Linked DNA regions of Zea mays: region 2 is linked to region 1. The links are chromatin contacts, called in public Hi-C maps. All regions are on one chromosome and are shown on one strand. Each heading gives the region's core, a stretch centred on a gene start, on an enhancer-like site or on the middle of the called end of the contact. The rest is flanking DNA. Distances are from core to core; before and after follow the strand shown.

Region 1 (3,266 bases), core at 303-2,802:
TCATTGCAATGAGCAGCGAAGTAATCATGGTCAGCCCTGTCGCTGGCAGCTGCCGAAATGGGTTGTGTGCATGTGGCATGCCGTGGTTGGCAATTGGTTGTTGAGAAGACATTGCCATTAGCTTAGCCATGTGCCGTGTCTCTGGGAGTGTCAAGAGGTGCAGGGCAATGTTAGCTGGTGTATGTGCCTTGCAAGCATGACTAGCATGTTATAAAAAGCTTCGAATTATTCGTTTTGAAGGTGTCATGTCCCTGTCAAGGAGTCGTCCTGACGTCTGTAAGGAAGGTGTGCGGCCGACATGGACTTCTCTTTGTGGCTTTCTGAGGAATGGACTGAAGTGGCTGCGACTTAGGAAATCTGGTATAGCGCAAATGTTCTGGAGCAAACTGAGCTAGTCTGGTTGCAATCTGTTGCTAAACTACCATCGGTTATACCTGCTGACAGACAGTGCAACTGGCGTAGGTTGCTTTATGTTACACCTGTTGTTTGGTGGTAAAATCAGTGGTCCATCAGTGCTTCCTACGGCCTTCGTTTCAAGGACCGATTCTTCTTCAGTGGATGCTGACAGCTAGACATCCCGAAAGTCATCTGGAGAGTAGCTCGGCACATGTAGCATCCTGGAGTCGTTGACAACTCAGTTCCATCTGAATCATAGGACAACTGAAGCAAAGCGAGGTAGTAATGGAAGAAGAATTGAAAAGATCAGGCTGCTTGCCATCATATATATATTCAACAACATGGACATGGGAGGAGGAGGAGGAGGAATAGTAAGTACATCACTCCGCCTGTTTTTTTTTTTTTGGGTGCTCTGCTGGATGAACAAGAACTGAGCTGGAACAGGAGAAGCTGGCTACGAGGAGAGAGCACTGGCCGCCTCGTCCGAATCTTCCATCTGTTGTTTTTTTAGTCGTATACACAGACAGAAACAGACTAGACTTGCTTGAGGTTACACTAGGCACAACAGCCATGGCGGCGGCCCGCCATGAGCAGGCTGCTTCTAGCGAGGCTGGTGGATGATGACGCGGCGCGCGGCGCCCCTGGCGTGGTGCGCCGGCCTGTCCGCGTGCCTCTGCTGCTGGGCGCGCAGCAACGGCGACGGCGACGGCGCGGCGGCGGCCCGGGGGGAGCTGAGGCTCAGCGCCCTGAGCATGTCGAGGTCGTACCCGGGCAGCAGCGCCGGCTTGGCGTTGTGGGGGTGGTGGACGTCAGGCGCGTAGAAGAGGTCGTCGGTGTCGAGGAGGTCGACGGAGTCGTCGGGGAGGAGCGCGGCGACGTCGAGCTCGGCGTCGGCGGCGGCGGCGAAGGCGGCCTCGTGGTGCTGGTGCTGGCGGAACCAGTGGTCCCGGAACCAGGCGGTGGTGTTGACGAGCTCATACCACTCGGGCGAGAATTCCTCCACCTGCCGGTACGCCGCCGGGATGAAGAGCGGCGCGTTGGGGTTCAGCGACGACGTCGCCATGGCGGCCACGGCGCTCATCCTCTTCTCAGCTGCTGGCTCAGATCCGGAACACCCAAGGACCGCCGGTTTCTGGGGGTGGCTTTTGGGTGGTTTGTAGCTGCCAAAAGCCGTGTGCCGTGCCGCGCTGCGGAGCTGGGTCGGGTGTTTATAGCCAGTCAGCTGCCAGCTGAACTAAACGGGGGCTCGGACGGATTTTCTGTGGGCGCCGCGCCACGTTGCGTTGTGTGGGTGGTTTGATTGGGTCTAAATTATTGCGTGGGTCCCACCGGCACCGGCGGGACCTGCCGGCAGAGTGGAAGGGAGGAAGTTTCCGCGCGATAAGAATGAAAGCAGGAGGACAGGGACGCACAAGCACAACGTGTAAAAGGAAACCGTGGCGCGCCAACAGTCTCCACTCCGGCCGGTCCAGTGAATCCAACCCAACCCACCCACGCTAGAGACAACGAATGTCACGATCCTCGTAATACGCATGTAATAACCAATACTTAATTTGCAAATTGGGTCGGCGAGACGTCCCACTCCTCGTTCCTTGAAGAAAACAAATGCATAAAAAAAGGACAACATATCTAGCATAGAAACGATTTGGGTTTTAACGTGCCGATATCGAATCTTGTACATTAGACTTATTATCTACGACCGAGTGAAATCACACCTGAGAACGTAGTGTCCTGCTCCCTCTGTCTGTAAATATTAGTCGTTCTCATTTTTTAAGGAGTCAATCATTTTTAACTTTGACCACATTTATATAAAAAAATATTAATATTTATAGTTTATATAAAAAAATTAATATTTATAGTACATAATTAGTATCGCTATGTAGATATTTAAATCTATATTTGTAGTAAAATTATTCGAAGATGCAAATGTTGCTAATATATTCTATAAATCTAGTTAAACTTAAGAAATTTTGACTGACACGAATACCATAACGACAAACATTTTGTGAACGGATGGAGTATTTAAGTAAAAAAACATTGAGTTCTTTAGAAAACAGTGTGACACTGTGTCTAGCAGTTTACCCATATGATCATCTAAAACACTGTTTTGCACTGTAGACTGTATTGTTCGCAGAGTAAAGTTTGAATTTAAGTATGAGGATATGTAAACTGCTAGAGATAACCTGAGGAGAGGCGAAATTACACTCCACTGTAGATTATAGATCTAATGGACAAGATATGAATACGATGTTAGCATGTGAAAACCTTAATCATTTTTATAATATATGCACTAGAGCTCTAGTTAGCTGACTAAAAATTTGCTAGTGGAATTAGCTAACTAATAAATATCTAGCTAAGTTTTAACTAATTGGCTAAAAATAATTCATACTTAAACTATTATCTAGAATGTTTAGATATATTCCGTGAATTTTAACAGCTAATTATTAGACTAGTGCATTTAAAAAACCCTAAATATGTTGCCGGTAAAAAGAGTGGCGGTGACATGGGGAGAAAGCCATTAGGGGCCATGCCACTCCGATTTTTCTAGGCAACTCGTCATCTGATGAATTGATTTCCATTGGCTTGACTGGACTCGGAGCGTTCAGCCATTTTGAATCGACCGTAGAGCACAGTCTCCTTATCTTTTTCCCGTTCAGAAGTCATCATCAATGAAAATCTAAAGAAGACGAGCTAGGCTACATGGCCTTCTTCGCCGGTCAAGATTTATTAATTTGCTTCTGGTGACGGTGGAAGCCTTTACATTCAATAATATATATATACGCCTGTGGACCACATTGTTTGGCCGTCAAGATCGTCGCTAGTGTCTTACTGGAATTTTAGGGCCGGGGGATAGTTGAGACCAGCTGTGC
Region 2 (3,266 bases), core at 406-2,905, 150 kb after region 1:
CGAGAGCTAGCGACGTGAGAGCGACTGTGGTGTCGATCGGAGCTACCACTACTCCGGCTCGCCCGCTCACCTCCTGTTCTTCCGCTTCTCCTTGTAGCGCGAGATCACCGTGCCGCGGTCGGGGTGGGCCACGTCGTAGCCGCCCTTCTTTTCCGTCACCGGCACCAGCGCCGTCGTGGCCAACAGCTGCGGTCGCGGGGCCGTTTCCTCGTCTGGCTTGTTGCCGCTATTGTCCACGTCGCCGCCGCTGCTGAGCGTGACGCTGGCGGGGAAGATCTCCGACATGTCCACGAACGAGGACAGGCACGGCTCGTCCGGCGCCGGAGCAGCCTGCTCGCGCGCCTCCTCCACCTCCACCTCCGCCCGGCGCGCGTCGACGTCACAGGCGGTCGCGATCCACGCCTCCTGCTCCTGTCACCAGTTCATGCATGTCGTTGCTTAGAAATTTGATGAGATCCTGTTGCCCTTGGAAATATGTAGTTTAGAATTGCCATATATAAACTAGTAGATGCTGTAATGTGTGCAGCTGCAGCAGAGAAGTGACTGAACACTGAACCAAACCTCGTGGGAAGGCACTGCTGCGAAAGCCATGGTCGCTGCATCATGCCAGGCGGCGTCAGCGTCAGCAGCGTCGAGAGCCCCGAAGTCTGCGGCGGCTCCAATGTCGAGCTCCGGCGACGCCCATGGAGGCAGCTGCTCGCCGTCACCCGGCTCCAGCTCCGCGTAAGACGCCGCCACGGCCGCCGCCTCCGACTTGGCGAGCTCCTCCAGCTGCCGGATTACCACGTCAGCCAGCTCACCGCCGGAGCTCCGGTTCTAGGTCGCCATATCAAGACAACCATTAGAGAAGAGGAAAAAGAATCCCGTTTTTTTTTTGTTTGGTTTCATTTAACAATGGCTCTTGTAGCAGGGCAGCAGCCGAAGCAGCACCGTACCTTTGGGGACGGCGGTGCGAGGAGCGGATGGAGGCCATGACAAGATGTGGTAGGAACGACCACGTCCTCCAAGCACACCACCTGGGGCTCCTCCCAGGTGGACCACCAACCGACGTCCCCGCCCGCCGCCGCCGCCTTCTCGTCGTACCCGGCGACGCCGAGGATGGCCGCGAGCTCGGCGATCGAAGGGCACCCGGCGTACTCTTCCACCGCGTCATGGTCGTGGTGGAGCGGCCGCGGGTCCCGGTGCTCCTCCCCCTTCTCCTCGTCCTCCTTCTCCAAGCAGTAGCAGTCGGCGCAGACGAAGCCGCCGCCGCCGCCGCGGGGGGACGCGACGGCGGTGGCGGCGGCTGCGCGGCACCTGGCGCAGAGCGGCGCCCGGGCGTGGCGGGTGGACACCGTGTTGGCGCCGTGCACGTGGCGGTCGCACGGCAGGCACAGCCTCGCGGAGTCGGCCCGGCAGTACACCACGGCCGGCAGGCCCATGCAGTAGTCGCATCTCGGCGCCTCCTTGCTGCCGGCCGCGTCCGCGTCGGACATGGCTTCCGCCACCTGCGGCGGATCACGGCAGCGGACAAGACCCCGGGGGATCTGGTTGGGACGAGCGCGATTTGTTGCAGTGAGGACGGAGGAGGCACAGGATTGATGGCGCGAAAGGGAGAGGGGACGATAGAGGCCTACAACTCGCACGGTCGTCACCCTCACTCGTCGCTACTGTCTTGTAGTTGTTGTAGGTCGATGGTGGGTGCCAGTACAAAGACACTCTGTAGTCTGTAGATGGCCATGCAGCAGCAGCAGCACGCCGCCCCGTAGTTGAGCGCGAAGCCCGCTATTTTGGCTCAGCGTTTACCAGAGCTGTATGTATTCTACATATATGTCTACTGTTGATATTTGATTTTCTAAAGGTGTCGAAAACAAGTTAAGTATTTGGACCTTCGTCCTTTGATTTAATGCGTAGGATGAAGGTTCTTAAAGGAGATGGAAATAAAAACGATAACATGCCATATAAGCCAAAAAGATAATATGTCATACAATTTAATGAAGAGAGATATAAGAGAGTTTAACGAGAGATGTGAGAGTACGATAAAACCCTCCAATAAAAATTGCCTTAGACCGTCTCCAGCAGGCGAGAAAAAATAGTGAATACGAAACTGTAGATGACATTGTTTACAGAGTGAAGTTTAAAATAAGAAATAAAATTGTGGAGGATACTGTTTACAAAGTGAAGTTTAAAATAAGGAATGAAATAGAAAATCTGCTGGAGATATCCTTAGTAACAGCTATTGACAGAGACGTAGGAGTGTGCAACTGTCAGCCGAGGACCCAATTATACAGTGGCTAAGCTAAATAGTTTAGCAGGCTTTTCAGCTCCAACTAACAACTATACTTGGGTAGACAGACCCATGTCCACACAGCCTGTCTGTCCATCCGTCGTTGAAAGAGTTTATTTATATCGAAAGAAAGGAAATACCTCAAATAGTCCCTCCATTGTGAAAAAAAAAATGTGCCGGAAGAAAGAGTCGCCCTGCTTTCATGGTGAAAAAGTTGATGTCGAAAGAAAAGAGGAAGACCGCGAATCGTGTTACAGTAAGTGTTAACAGTTGAAAATTGGGTCACAGGAAGTGTTGATATTTAGATTGGGTCTCGACCAATTTTAAAAAGACCCATGTTTAATTTTGGTCGGATCTAACAAAAAACTCTATAAACGCCTCACAGACATGGCGTGCGGTTATGTATAGTCATGAACTGCTGAAACAAGGCTTGATTGCGACTAGAACAAGAATCCTCATAAATTGCAACAGAAACCGTAGTGTAGGGGCTAGTGGTCACGACTCACCAAGGGAGTGAGGCGGCATATGCAATGCTCCAAAGTGGAGACACATCAAATTATTGCCCAGCCACCCAGTCCCAGGAAGTAAATCGATTCTGGACAAAGAAACAAGACAATTTAGCATTGATGTTGCCAGCTTTCAAGTCCTGCAACAAGGTAAGTATTGTTGTAACGGGTAAAGAGGGTTCAAGAATCCTATGACAAAAATACCAAAGTCATCAGACGCCTGTGCGGCTGTGCCATGCATAGATATCTTTGAAAACATGATGCATCATCGTCACAGGCTGATAGCACATGTCTCAAATCTCAAATCACATGGCATGCCTGAATGAGAAAAAGTTGCAGCATGACTGCATGAGGAGAGTCTGAGTCTGAAACAGAGCATGCTGATTAACAACAACAACAACTTAACAAAGACTTCGCTAAAATGCCAGTGATAACTGAATAATAACTTAGCATCACCCCAATTGATGCTGGTCATTAAATTAATTGATCGTTTC

Evidence for each region. A called contact is a pair of places that touch in the nucleus more often than the background predicts.
Region 2: a Hi-C map of tassel shows a contact between it and region 1, with 1.9 times the contacts expected there. The contact joins the promoter of LOC103647917 here to the promoter of LOC100193790 in region 1. A contact is called at or near these places in 3 of 25 Hi-C or Micro-C datasets (ear, leaf and tassel).

Annotation. Positions count from the first base shown.
Region 1 is chr2:222,207,299-222,210,564 of Zm-B73-REFERENCE-NAM-5.0, forward strand. It overlaps LOC100193790, which reads right to left and starts at 1,553. Exons shown (of 1, transcript NM_001138875.2): 1 at 211-1,553. The coding sequence starts at 1,477. The coding sequence ends at 998. It also overlaps a transcript of LOC100384703 not described here.
Region 2 is chr2:222,353,232-222,356,497 of Zm-B73-REFERENCE-NAM-5.0, forward strand. LOC103647917 (zinc finger protein CONSTANS-LIKE 15-like) reads right to left here and starts at 1,656. Exons shown (of 4, transcript NM_001394929.1): 1 at 936-1,656; 2 at 562-816; 3 at 71-411. The coding sequence starts at 1,475.